4 separate regions of the Mus musculus genome follow, and regions 2, 3 and 4 are each linked to region 1. The links are chromatin contacts, called in public Hi-C maps. All regions are on one chromosome and are shown on one strand. The core of a region is the stretch at or near the end of the contact, and the rest is flanking DNA. Distances in the headings are between cores, read along the strand shown. Region 1 has its middle 65 kb from the start of Lrrc4. Region 2 overlaps Snd1 (staphylococcal nuclease and tudor domain containing 1). Region 3 overlaps Snd1 (staphylococcal nuclease and tudor domain containing 1). Region 4 overlaps Snd1 (staphylococcal nuclease and tudor domain containing 1).

The links. A called contact is a pair of places that touch in the nucleus more often than the background predicts.
Region 2: a Hi-C map of liver shows a contact between it and region 1, with 2.1 times the contacts expected there. The contact joins two enhancer-like sites. A contact is called at or near these places in 3 of 484 Hi-C or Micro-C datasets (group 2 innate lymphoid cells, liver and myocytes), 1 of 115 datasets of contacts at active chromatin or transcription factors (large pre-B cells) and 1 of 9 other capture datasets (embryonic stem cells).
Region 3: a Hi-C map of liver shows a contact between it and region 1, with 2.5 times the contacts expected there. The contact joins two enhancer-like sites. A contact is called at or near these places in 1 of 484 Hi-C or Micro-C datasets (liver), 1 of 115 datasets of contacts at active chromatin or transcription factors (embryonic stem cells) and 1 of 9 other capture datasets (embryonic stem cells).
Region 4: a Hi-C map of liver shows a contact between it and region 1, with 1.9 times the contacts expected there. The contact joins two enhancer-like sites. A contact is called at or near these places in 3 of 484 Hi-C or Micro-C datasets (bone marrow-derived macrophages, liver and uterus), 2 of 115 datasets of contacts at active chromatin or transcription factors (both in embryonic stem cells) and 3 of 9 other capture datasets (adipose tissue, liver and pancreatic islet).

The regions. Positions count from the first base shown.
Region 1 is chr6:28,895,446-28,898,663 of GRCm38.p6, reverse strand. It overlaps a transcript of Snd1 not described here. Among named protein-coding and RNA genes, the nearest start is that of Lrrc4, 65 kb to the right of the region's middle. Within about 2 kb of position 1,658, at least 16 of the 459 cell types and tissues checked have an H3K27ac peak or open chromatin away from gene starts, as enhancers often do. A contact at or near this core is called in liver, where this site is marked.
Region 2 is chr6:28,680,155-28,683,372 of GRCm38.p6, reverse strand. The region is part of intron 12 of Snd1 (staphylococcal nuclease and tudor domain containing 1); the gene reads right to left. Among named protein-coding and RNA genes, the nearest start is that of Lrrc4, 150 kb to the left of the region's middle. Within about 2 kb of position 1,647, at least 27 of the 459 cell types and tissues checked have an H3K27ac peak or open chromatin away from gene starts, as enhancers often do. A contact at or near this core is called in liver, where this site is marked.
Region 3 is chr6:28,732,614-28,735,831 of GRCm38.p6, reverse strand. All of the region lies in intron 14 of Snd1 (staphylococcal nuclease and tudor domain containing 1), which reads right to left. Among named protein-coding and RNA genes, the nearest start is that of Lrrc4, 98 kb to the left of the region's middle. Within about 2 kb of position 1,706, at least 7 of the 459 cell types and tissues checked have an H3K27ac peak or open chromatin away from gene starts, as enhancers often do. A contact at or near this core is called in liver, where this site is marked.
Region 4 is chr6:28,765,164-28,768,381 of GRCm38.p6, reverse strand. The region is part of intron 15 of Snd1 (staphylococcal nuclease and tudor domain containing 1); the gene reads right to left. Among named protein-coding and RNA genes, the nearest start is that of Lrrc4, 65 kb to the left of the region's middle. Within about 2 kb of position 1,556, at least 5 of the 459 cell types and tissues checked have an H3K27ac peak or open chromatin away from gene starts, as enhancers often do. A contact at or near this core is called in liver, where this site is marked.

The sequences.
Region 1 (3,218 bases), core at 409-2,908:
GGGGGTGAGGGGCACCTTGCTTCTCCTTTCTGGATCTACCTGCACGAATCACATTAATTCACTCATTCATAATTGCTTGCTTAATACTTGCTGATGGACACAAAAGGTGGATCATCTTGTAGAATATTTGTTAAATTGGGCAAAACGTCTTCCCTTGTAGGAGCGGCTGTTAAGTGTTTTAGTTCAGTGCCGGGCACAGAGACTAGCTGGAACTGCAGTCACAGACATCTGAAGGTTTGTAATCCATTGAGCTTACACTAGAATGTAGCTCTGCCACCCACCACTGTGCTGTCCCCGGTTCCTAAGCAGCCGGGTCCTTTCCTAGGTGAGGTTATCTTGGAAAGCCAGGCCAGGGTCTGGTCCTTGCACCGAGATTTCTGGCTCCATGTAGGGAGTTTCCTTTGCTCTCAGCCTCCAAACTCAGGTCTTGTCTGACTCCCCAGACTCCCTACTTAATCCCTCCCCACACCCCGCCCTGCTCTTAGTTTCTGATCTGTTGGGAGGAAGGCAACAACTCCTCCTATGGTGAGCCTGGGGCTCCAAGCACCCTCTGAATTTGTTAGAAACATGGCAGGTCCTTCATCCCAGCCCTCCGGAGGCAGAGGTGGGTCTCTGCGAATTTGAGGTCAGCCTGGTTTACACTGCCAGCTCCAGGCTAGCCAGGGTTACACAATAAGACCATATTTTAAAACAAAGCACTCTCCCCCCCCCCCAAAAAAAAACTAAAAATGGGGGAATCCGTTAGCCTTGCAGCATCCTTTCTGGATCAGAGCCTATATTTTAACAAGTCCCCTCCCCGCAATGACTCACAGGCTGATCCAGTGTAGGAAGCTGTTCTAGTGTCTGCTGACTGGAACGGCCTGCTCCCACCAGACAAAATGGAAGTGAGGGTCTTCAATTAATGCCTGATGCTCGAACTCAGTCACCTCTCTGTTCAGGACCTTCACTGTTTTTGTTTCTAGGGAACTTCCTATCCTTGTCCTTAGAATCTTCCCCAAGAAAATATCTTGTGGATTATTGATAGCCTACGAATGACATCTACCGAATAGGGGAGAAGCCATGATGGACTCAGCTGTGGGTCTGTGCCCAGTACAGCAGAGGGCCTTAGCCCATGTTTACTGATCCATTCCTGGCAAATGCAACATGACAGCAGTGCCAGGCAGGGTAAGGGCTCCCTGGACCGGGCAGCACTGCTTTGAGGTTCCCAGCCCTGTTTCATAAGCCCCTGTCTGCTTTCAGGATGCTGTGTGGTTTCTAGTCTTTAAAATAAAAATCGCCATTACATTTCTTTCTGTCTACGTATATGGGTAGCCACAGCATTTGTATGGAGTCAGAGAGTCCGTCTGCCTTATGCCATGTGGATTCTGGGGACTGAACTTAGGTGGTCCAGCTTGAGGGTAAATGCCCTTACCCACCGAGTCTTCTCTGCCCAGGAAACGATATTTTTGACAGAATCCTGAACCTTCTGCCCATGAATACACAAAGCCAAGGACAGCAAATATATGGGACCCACATGACCGTCCCTTTCCCACACTCTGGGTGGACATCAATAATTGATGACAGCTGACTTTGTGGCATGACCTTCCAGTCCTTTCTCACAGAACCCCAGGGAACAACTATCAATTGATCAGACATGGCACTGTTTGTGATCTTTGCCTCGGGACTCCCTCCTGGGAGCTGCCCTCCACAGATCAGTGCACAGGAGACAAGGCAGTCAGGCTAGAGCCCAGGGATGCCCATGGCTCCCACTTCCACCAAGCTGCCTATTGTGTCTGTGCACGGCTGCACCCAGGGAGGGCCTCATAAACAGCCTTTCCCCAGCTGTTCAAGGCTGAATAGTGAGTGCAGCCAGGCTCACCTTTGCACACAGACCTCTATAGGTCAAACTCACATATGCAGTTCAATACAGGCCTCCATGTAGCTTTCTATATTCACACCTAATCTCTTCTCATACCCCGTATATACCCTCACCCAGGTACTGACCTCCCCATGTCTGTTGTCCTGATAAAGGGCAATACTTCTAACTCTCATTCACTGTGGTGTCTCTCAGGCCCCAGAGCTTTGGGCAATGAACACAGAAGGGCAAAAAGTGCCTTACACGGGTGTCAACATTTCTGCCTGGCATGGTACCTCTGTTTGTGCCTGGTAGGCACCCTTTACACAGCTGTAAGGCCATGCCAGAAAGAGAGCCAGCATCAATTATTGGTGTCCATCCAGAGTGTGGGGAAGGGGGATGGTCATGTGGGTCCCCTTTATTTGCTGTCCTTATCCTTGGCCTTGGAAACAAGATCCTTTCATAGCCAATGAGGCCTTCGTGTGTGCTCCCATGTGCACTGAATTCCCATGCTGTCTGAGGCAGGGCTTTCTTGGGAGGGACCCATGCATCGGTGAGGCCTCATCAGATCCAGATAATCAGGGCTATCATCAGAAAAGCAGCTCAGGACACACCAGCCCAATAGTAACCTACCCCTATGCCTGCTGGGTTCAGATTTTAGGTCCCAAGAACGATGTCCATGGGCAGGTTCTGACTGGTCAGGGTCTCTTTTGCCGCTGTTCCTTCAGCACCTAAACTGTGTTTGGCATGGGACAAATGTTCAGTGTTGAGGGACTGACTTACCTCTGTAGTTCCAGATCAGCCAAGAGTCCTAGTGGCTCAGCCAAATCACCCCGGGACCTCCTTTCCTAACACTCTGGATCCCATCTGGCTTTGGGCACACAGTGCTCCCATGAGTTTAGATTTCATGACATCACTAGTTCCTCATACTGGATCGTTCAGGGCTGCTTCACCACCCCCTCCCCCGGGGTAGGAAGCCAGGGACTGGTCACTTGGGGATAAGGGAGGCTGCACTGTTTTTCTCAGTTCTGGATCACACTGGTTCCTATGCAAAGGGCCTTACAAATGTCTCACCGAATTCTTTGTGAATCCGAAGAATTCTTTTAAAAGTGTGTGTGTGTGTGTGTGTGTGTGTGTGTGTGTGTGTGCGCGCGCGCGCGCGCGCGCATTCATCAGATAACTTGCAAGAGTCTGTTCTCTCTTTACACCACGTGGGTCCCAGAGATGGACTTCAGGATGCTAGGCTTGGTGGCAAGCAAGCACATTTCCCTGCTGAGCCATGCAGCCCACTCCTAAGAATTTGTTTTTCTTCAGCTTCTTACAGATGAGTAAACAGCCTGGAGAGGCTGATTAGCTGGGTTAAGGGTCCTCAGCTAGTACACGA
Region 2 (3,218 bases), core at 398-2,897, 220 kb after region 1:
GAGGGAGGGAGGGAGGGAGGGAGAGAGAGAGAGAGAGAGAGAGAGAGGAGGGAGGGAGGGGGTAAAAGGGAAAGGGAAAGGGAAGAAGACAAAGAAATCATGGCTAGATGCTCAAACCAACTGGAAATTTGCTTCTCAGTTACTGGTTCTTCCACCCCCTAAACAGCAGAAGTGAATACCCCATCTGTCAGTCTTAGATGGCCAAGAAGAAATACATGAAAGAAACAGAACACCAATTGTCTCATGACACTGCTTTCCAGAAGGACCAGGTACTTGGCAAAAAGAGAGTAAACAAAACTTACCAACATCATGGCTTGAGCTGGAGGCAGAGTTTACACTAACCATAGCAGCTCAACCCCTAAATAGAGTTGGAATAGGAGAAATTACCAGATCCATAAAAGGCTGTTCTTACACATGAGGAGTGATAGAATGAACATCTGTAAGGGTTTCCATTTCCCTTGCTACCTACAACTCTGCTGGGGCCTGATCTGTGAGGACAGGAAAATGCTGGTTTGGGAGCCTTCTGTTTCATCTACAGGCGTCCTCTGTCACTGAAATCACCAAGTAAAGACTTAATGCCAGCTCTGCTCCAGAGCTACAAAGCAAGAACCCATAGGCATAAAACCACTATTTCTAAAACTCCAAGCCTTAGCACTTATTTTTAATTGGGGGCATGGTCTATTGTTTTTTTCCAAGTATCTCACGGGATTCAAAATAAGCTTTGTGAAAAACAGTAGTCAGAATCTTTTTTAAAAATATACTCAAGTTCTAAAAAGATGAAAGGCCAAGAATGACTGAGCATAGTTTAAGCCCCACCTCCCTGAAGAATCATAGAGTTGCTAGTACACCTGATCTTGAGAAAGACGTATAGGTAGGGAACAGACTAAATGCCATTAATTGCTTCAGAAATAGTGATGCACTCCGGATGCAGGTTGCAAGGAAGTAGAGAATCAGTTGTATAGCAACAAGGGAGAAGATCCCTCATCTTTTACTTCTTTACAACAGAACTCGCCAGCTGCCATACTGCAGTTCCTAGGCAGCTACAGTGACAAGAGCACCCCCCCCCCCCATGTGTACACATCATTTGGAAGTAAGGGAGGCTAGTTCTCAGCCTCTCTAAAGAACAGCGACAAATAACTCATGGCCGCTGTGACAAAACCAGGCCTACGTATCCAGTTTATTATTAGCCTGACATTAAACACCACTTAAAAACAAACAAAACCACCCACCCACACAAACACATACCCCAAGATGGAAAATTACACAATGGCATCTGGAATGATCAACTCTGATGAAGAAACTGGAACCAGGCAGACCCTGTGATGTCCAAAGTAGGGATGGGACAGTCCCAGCCCCTCTCACATTCCTGATGGCGTGTGCAAACACTGCTTCTGTCACAGCAAAGGACTGTAATGACAATCTGGATTCTGGAAGGCTGTCAGGAGCACCAAGCACTACTGAACTCAATCATTTTTGATAAGATAGAACAAAATTGTTTTGGCACACATTGATTCTCAGGGAGAAAACTTAAATTAAGTTTTTGTCTTGTTTAGATGCTAGAAAAAAGGCAGACTTTCCACCTTGCCCCATTACAGTTCATGGTCACAGCCCAGTCAGCTGGCACAAGCAAAGGCGGAGTATGCTTTTGCTCTCCAGAATTTATTAGCACCTGGACCAATTCCAAGGTCTACCTTTTATTGAGGCCTAAAGGGTGGCAGCTTCTGTAAACTTTTACTTCTATACAGAGTCTAGAAGGTCTATAATTAAGAGTTATAGAAATAAGAGCCAGGGAAACTGAACTATACTCGGAAATGAAAATATGGGTGGGGAATCAGGCCAAGGGTTTTCCTAAGAATTGAAGAACAGAATTTTCTGTTTTACTTAATGAGTTGTCTTTCTAGTGTGAACCACAACCGAGCCCAACAAAAGGTTAAGGGGTTTTCAAACACCCCATTCCGTCCTTCCTTTCCTTTGAGAGAGAAGTGACTTGGCTCCATGCTTTGAAGTAGAATAAGCCACTAAGGAGACTCTGGCTAACCTTCTCTTGATCCGATGTTTCCAAAGCTGCAGATTGTGCTAAATGACACATGACAACACAAATATTTCAGAGAAGGAAGGTTTGAACAGTGTCAGGGTAGGGCGCAGCACAGTTACTTCTTGGTTAAAAAAGAAACTTGTTTTTAAGGAGGAGGAGGATGGCAGGAGAACTGATACATGCTCCCCTTGCTACTGACTTGACACTGAGAGTTGATAAATCACAATTTCAACACAAAGGAAGCACAAATTAGAGCAACTGCCTGCTGATTCTCTATTTATTTGTAAGCAGATACATCAGGAGGCCAAAGGCTCTAAAGAAAATCCACTGAAAAGCCCTGAAAAGGTAGGCTCAAACTTCTCCACTATTGTCACTGCTCTCAGCTTCTACCTTTATGTCTGAGCCAGTCATGTTTACACTAAATCTCTCCCTATTTCTTATCTCTCCATATTCTAATTCATTTTCACTGGAGGCAGAAAAATTTATAAAGACTTCAAGACAGAGAATGCCAGTCTGCCCAGCGCGTTACACTGATAGCCTTCCACATTTGCCACTTCTTAGCTGGCAGGCACCTAGTGCACAAAGGGAAGGTAGCCAGCACGGTTCCTGGCGTCATTAAATTGCAATGGTATGTGAAGTTTCCTGAAATGCTGAGAATAGCACAGTCCACTTGTCTACATTTATGCAATAACTTGGCAATCATTACTGTCTATGTGAACAAAGTTCTTTACTATCAAACAGAGAGTCAAATCTAGACCATAATCCAACAGGACATGTTTGGTGGTCTTTGGGAGGCAGATATTAAGGGAGGTGGTGTAGGACTTGAACACAGGACCTAAACATAGTAGGCAAAGAAGCATTCTACCTCCCAATGATCATTCAGTTCACGGAATATGCTAATACATGTGCTGATTTGTTTGTTAGGGAATAGGATCCGTGGCTGGGCTCATAAGTAAATGTGAGAAACAAGAAAAGTATGGCACATAAAATATGGAAGAAAATTTGCTGTAAATCAGGAATAACTGAGGAATGGGATTGGCTAGAAATGTGAGGGGGTGACTGGGAGGAGAGATGCCCTTAGGTCACCAGTGACTGCTGAGCGGAGAGAGTGCTGGGCTGAACACATTACCGCATTTATAAGAGTGGTTTTATAATAGCACCATTAATATCTCTAACTTACAGA
Region 3 (3,218 bases), core at 457-2,956, 160 kb after region 1:
CTCCCCCCCTCTCTCTCATACTATCCTTAAATACAACTTGAACAGGTAGATTAAGGCAATTACAATATGACACTTGAAGCCACCCACCTACCCAATGGTACTAAATACCACCTATGTCCTCATCTAGGAGCTGATTGTACAGCTGAGATAAAATACATCTTAGCTATTAATCCTGTAGGAGGGTTAGTCAAGATTTCCTCCCATTTTAATATCAATCTGGCCACTCAGTTATTTCCACTGGTAAGCAGAAATTTATAACTTCATTTTATTAACTCTCGGTTTTATTTTCTGAGCAATTGGAGTCCTTCAAACAGTGGTCAAAATATAAAAAAGAAATGGCCTTTAAACACACAAAAAAAACTGATAAATGTTCCTATCAGGTAAATGCAAACTAACTCTGCATCAAGAGTCCAGATCTCACGCCAGTCAGAACAGCTATCATTAAGAAAACAAATAAAAGCTGGTGAGGTGACTCAGTGGATACCGCACGAATGTCTGACTTCAACCCCTGGGGCCCACAAGGTGGAAGGAAAGAGCAGACTCCTTCAAGCAGCGACATCCAGTCTCGGAAAAGAACTTTATCAAAAGGGAAAAGAAGCGGGGACGGCGCCTCTGCTTAACTAATCTCTTCCCAGCGCAGAGGCACAGGTGATTTTTACTTCCTTCTGTCACCTACTTATAGTAGACTTAGTTAAAAACAAAGTTTTTCTATGGAAGGAAAAGAGGTTTTCTTATTTATTATTAACATTCAAGACTAATTCTACTTACAAATAAACTTACAAATCAGTTAGGTCAGATAACCATCCCTCTAGCTCTGGAGCCCTCTGCAATAAATTTGTTATCTTTTGAGACAAATACTTTTGATGTTGACTAGTCTGTAAATGATGTGGAAAACATCACTGGGAGCTGATATGAAATTTGTTCTGACTCAATCAAAGGGCTGTACGCAGAGTGCTTCCCAGTACAGACAACAAACTTAGGAGTCCTTCTTCAAAGAAAGGAAGACTTTACATAGATAATTATGGTTCAAAGTCAGAAAGGTACAAAATAAACAAAGCTCACATATCAGACTGGTTTGAGAAGTTAAAATAAAATGTGTTCTTAGTAAGGCAGCAGTACGCTGTAAAAATGCCTCAAAGCCATGCTCAGCAACAGATTAATAAAGTGTACCCAGGATTCTACACAGTGGGAACAATTGATAAGAAGCTTACAAAGCAGAGAGCAACCCCTACAGAAAAACCATCTTTATGGTAGTTTGCTGTAGATCGTTTGTACTGGAGGTTACACACTCTTCTGAAGCTGTTATGTAGCACTCACTCCTAGCCTCACCCGGTAGCTTTCAGTTTAAGTAAACTACATGTGGACTACATTGATGATCTGCTATGAGTGAAATCCTCAGTGACAGAGTGATGCAACTGAAATGCATTTTGGTGAGGTCACAATTGGTGTGTTCAACTAAGGAGCTCTAATCTCACTTCCATTGTTCTCTCCCTCCATTGGGGCATTTACACTTGTAGGCGCTCTCGGAGTTTTCAGGCACTATGCAGGTCCCATTATCACATGTGCACACTGCTGGAAAGTATAGTAGCTCTTCTGCTAATCCAGGTGGGTTGAGTCTAACTTCTGCCACCACCACCTCCACCTCCCCAACCCCCACCCCGACTACCCTGCTTCTGCTACCCTACACAAACTAAGAACATGGTGCCAAACTACCTGTTGAGCAATTCTTAGATCTTTATCTCAAGTAACAGTGAAACAGCAGAGTTTGTGTAGTGAGACTTTTTAAACATTGGCAATCTTGGGCAACAGGCTTTTCAATTTCCTTTGCCAGCAAGTCCCTCATACTGCTATATGACCTTTATATTTGAGAAAAAAGGCCAAGGCCTAGGGATTCCTCTTCATGTGCTCTGTGGAACTTGTAGGATGGTTTGAGGGCAGAGATGTTTGTCTCTATTGAGCAAGATTCTTGGAATTCATGGAAAGAGAGCTCCAACTCCTGGACCAGGCCCTCTGACCACCCCATGTAGGCTATGCTGGGTGTGCACCTATACATACACAGATATCTCAGATACATTACAATTTAAAAATTAATTTAAATAAAATTATGATATTGCATATCTTTAATCCTAGAGCTTTGGAGGCAGAGGCAGGCAGGCAGAATTCTGTAATTCCAGGCCAGCATGTTCCAGGCCAAACAGGGCTACATATTTGAGACCCTGACTCAAATAAAAATAGATATTTCTTACACATATATGGAAATGATGTGATGACTTAGTGGGTAATTTAATTCCCAGAATCTATTATAGGAGAGAAGTAACTCCAAAATGTTGTCCGTTGACTTCTACATTTATGTAGCACCCATTTACACTCATGCTTATCATACGTGCATCATAATAATGGTACAATAAAATTTAATTTAAAAAGGATTTGAGGCAATTATGCACATGGATATCTATGCATCCAACAGCTTTCAAACCACTGGCTTAGAAACCACAGAATGGTTCATGCATGCTTACTATTAACATGTTCAGAAATTCCTAATTTCATTCTAAAATCTACTCTGTGGAAGTCTATCGTATATGAAACAAATATACTTCCACAGAGAGTTCTTTGTGACCTTGTCAATACTGTTCATGCATGGCAGTTCCTCGCTTAAGTCTTCCACCCTGTCCCCTCATCTCCTACCCAGTTCTCTTCATCCCTTTCCTGATCTAGATCCACTTGTCTTGCTGCCTCCATGGCACAACTCGAGCTCCAGCCATTTCTCCCTGTCAGGCCATCGTGAACAAATTGTGGTCATTAGTATATACTCCTGGGACTCTGCTCCAATCCTCACAATAATTATATAACTAACTATGTAGATCCATAAAGAATACATTGGTCTGGTCCAATCCTCAATATCCAGCACTGTATCTGGCACTTAAAAAGCTCTTACCAAATACATACAGTTTAATTGTTCATTCATTGATTTTACATGAGAAATGCATGGGGGAAAAAGCCCAGGATGAACACATTTAACATCAAGAGAGAGATAAGGCAATGGTAAAAGAGTTTGAGGAGGAGTGATTTTTGAACTGGAATCGGAAAAGGAGTTTGATAGAAATATTACAGATGATGACATGTCACTCACAGAGGACTTCCTGTGTGCTATATAGAATGCAAAGCAACTTAGTAACAATCAACACAAGGTACTAACCACTGATCTCAGCTTAGCTCTT
Region 4 (3,218 bases), core at 307-2,806, 130 kb after region 1:
CAGTCTGATGCCAAGATGAGTTATGGGTGCACTCTCATCTCTCTCTCTCAAGATAAGGTGCAGCTCTCTGTGGGAGATGCAGGCAGATATATATCAGTGCCCTAAGCAACAGAGATAAATGTCATAACTCCAGCCCCTGTCCATAAATACTCAGCGGCGGGAACAACCTTAAACAGCCCACTGTGCCCAGAAGAGGCAGGATTTAGTGGGCTTTGTTACTTGCTCATGTGCTGAAAAAGCGCTTTTAGGAGAGTGTTAAATAGGCACATTACGCAAGCTCATGGACCCAAAATAAATAAGGCATCCTCCTTCTGTGGACACCACCCACACTGAGAGGCTACACGCAGCAGTAGGGAGGGGAGGGGACGTTACAGAACTGCCAGAGTCTGCTCTTGAGCCAGTGACCTTCAAACAGGTCCCAGTGGGTTTGGCAAGAGGGCAAGGAGTGTCTCCATCAGCATGCCCCTGTGTAGTCTAGGGAGATGCATTCTCAATCAGTGTTGTTGAAACAAGAGGATGTGTGCCAGTTGCCACCTGCTGCCCTGAACATCCTAGAGACCGGCAACTTCCTGAGGTCTGTCCAGTGGAAGACTTCTTGGTACAGCATCCTTAACAATCCAGTTTGTTTGTACACCTTTGCCTACTCTTTGCCTTTATGATCAGGACAGTACCAAGCTCTGCTCCTAAGAAATCAACTGGCTCATCTCTTCAGATCAATGAAGCTCTTCACCTCCCTGGAGATGGATATATATTAAGTATCAATCATGCATATTATTTTACAATATAATTACAGACAATTAATCCACAAGAAATATTACTCTCCAGGTCCTAACTTCTGCCAACACAAATTCAAAACTCTTGGAGAGTGGTCATGTGGAAGAAGTCTGAGATTCTACAGGGAGAGAGACCTGGCCACAACATTCAAGGATGAGGACCTAAGAAAGAAAAGGAGCAGATGGCTTTGCCCAAGTCTCTGTTAATCCTGCTTCAGAGACCTGCAGCTCCATGTTTAACCAGAGAAACATAATCAGATAGGAATGGGAGGGAGGCACCATCTTACCTAAGTAGGTATTTCAAAGGCTTCTGCATCAGGAAGTTTACACTCAGCATTCTGGAGAGGTTTGTCTATCAACAGCTAAGGTCTTCAGTGTCTACCTCTATAGACAGTCCCACTGTTAACTTACTGTAGGTGCTGTCTTGTGTAGTGTGGTCTCCAGGATGGTGTATAGTCAATAAATACCAAGGAGAAGGAAAGGTGGGTCTCTACTAGGTCTTGCTACTGGAATACTTGTCCCACCACCTCAAGTATCTTCCAGTATGCATTATTTGGCTAGTCCATTTTGGTCTATAGAGCACTTATAGGAGAGTTGACTTAAAAAGCCAAGCAGTTGCTCTGCTACTCAGCTACAACTCCAGGCAAAGCTAATACTGTTCCTGAACCTAATGTTGCCTATTCCAAACTTATAAATTGCTTCATAATCATTGACTGATAAAATTAAATCTGTGTCTGCCCCTCCTCCCCCCCTGGTGGCAGCGGGTAACACTGAAAAGGCTGAGCCTGGAGCAGCAGCAGGAGAGAACAGAGGAGGAAATGATCACTGCCAAATTAGATAAGCAGTTGCTGAAGAAATGAAACTTCATACGAGTTGTTTTCTAATAGCTTCCAACTCAAGGAAAGAGAACCTGTGGATGGGACAGGGGTTCATCAGAAGCACGTTCCATTGGACTTTTCTTCTTACTGCTCAATTAATATTCTGACAATCAATCAACTAAGGGCGCAGTGTGAGTTAAGTGAGATGAAGGGCTCAGCACACATACAAAGATGTCCACTGACTGAGGCTGAGGTACTCAGTGTAGAGGAAGTGCCAAGTATGCACAGGGCCATGATTCTGATTCCTAGAACCTCCTCAAAGTCACTTCCTACTATCTCTCTTTTCAACTGGGTGTGTGTGTGTGTGTGGGGGGGGGGGGAATAGGGGTAAATAAAAGCAAGAAGAAATAAAGAAGAAATATGCCTTAAACTAGAAGATCTGGAGGAGAAGTAGGAGCCTGAGTGCAGTCAGGGGAGGAAAGGCCTCCAGCACAGGGCCTCTGCTCCCACTCGCACACCTTGGTTGTCAGGCAGGCAGCCAACTCCTTTCTCCAGTGACATCCTTCTCTACCAATAGTTTGCTTTTCTTAAAGCATGCTACAGACACCCAGCCTTGGGAAAACAGTCAAGAGGCTGTTAATACAGAAAAGATGTTTTACAGGCATCTACATAAGTAAAAATGTCCCAGCTAATTACTGGCCTCAAAATATCGGGTATCTGACACTTTCAATTTTGATAAGCAACTTCAGAAAACAAATCTACATCTTTGTAAGCTGTCATGTCAAAAATGAGTTACTAGCACAGAAAGCTACACAAACATCCATAAAATGTAACATAGCTGCTTTCCTCCATGGCTGACAGATCTGTTTAGGGATCTCTGGAGGCAGTTAAGGCCATGGGGCAAGAAAACTACAAGAGAGCTAAGAGTTCTTAATTGTCTGCCTAAAGCTGATAGTTTCACACAAGTTTGCTTGCTCCTGTTCCCAAGCTGGTTCCATCAATTTGCACCCTGAGTGGCTGCTGTGTGCTCTCTGGAAGTCAGTGACGATTTTTATGTTTAGTCTTCACTCCTGCAGGTACAACAGTCTCTGGAGACTTAGAAATTCATGTCAGTGCCACAAATACAACTTCAGAACCAAAATACTCAGGAAAGGATAACCAACAGAAAACAAGGCTTTGGTCTTGGTCTTGGATAGGCAGAGGCAGGTAGACTGCCTCTGAGTTTGAGACCAGCCTGGTCTATATACCTAAAACCACAGTCAGGGTTTCACAGTAAGACCCTGATGCAAAACAAGACACCAAGACCAAAGCGGTCAAGCAATGAATCAGCAGGTAAGAAATTTTTTGCTTCTTATTTTCTTTTTGGTTGGTTTAGAGCTTAGCCTTTATTGGTGAGCTATCTCTCTCTAGACCCTGTTTTTCTATTTCCTGTTGAAAGAAAATGGCTATCTTCAAAGAACTGTGATACATGCCTGAGATCTGTAAGGCTAGTCAGAGAAATCATTAAGTTCCTGGCTAGCTTTGGCTATGCAGTAGGACTCTCACTTTAAACAATTTAAAAAGTAGGCAAATTTGTACTTATTTGGCAACATAACTATTAAATAATGATAACAAGTCAGGGACTATT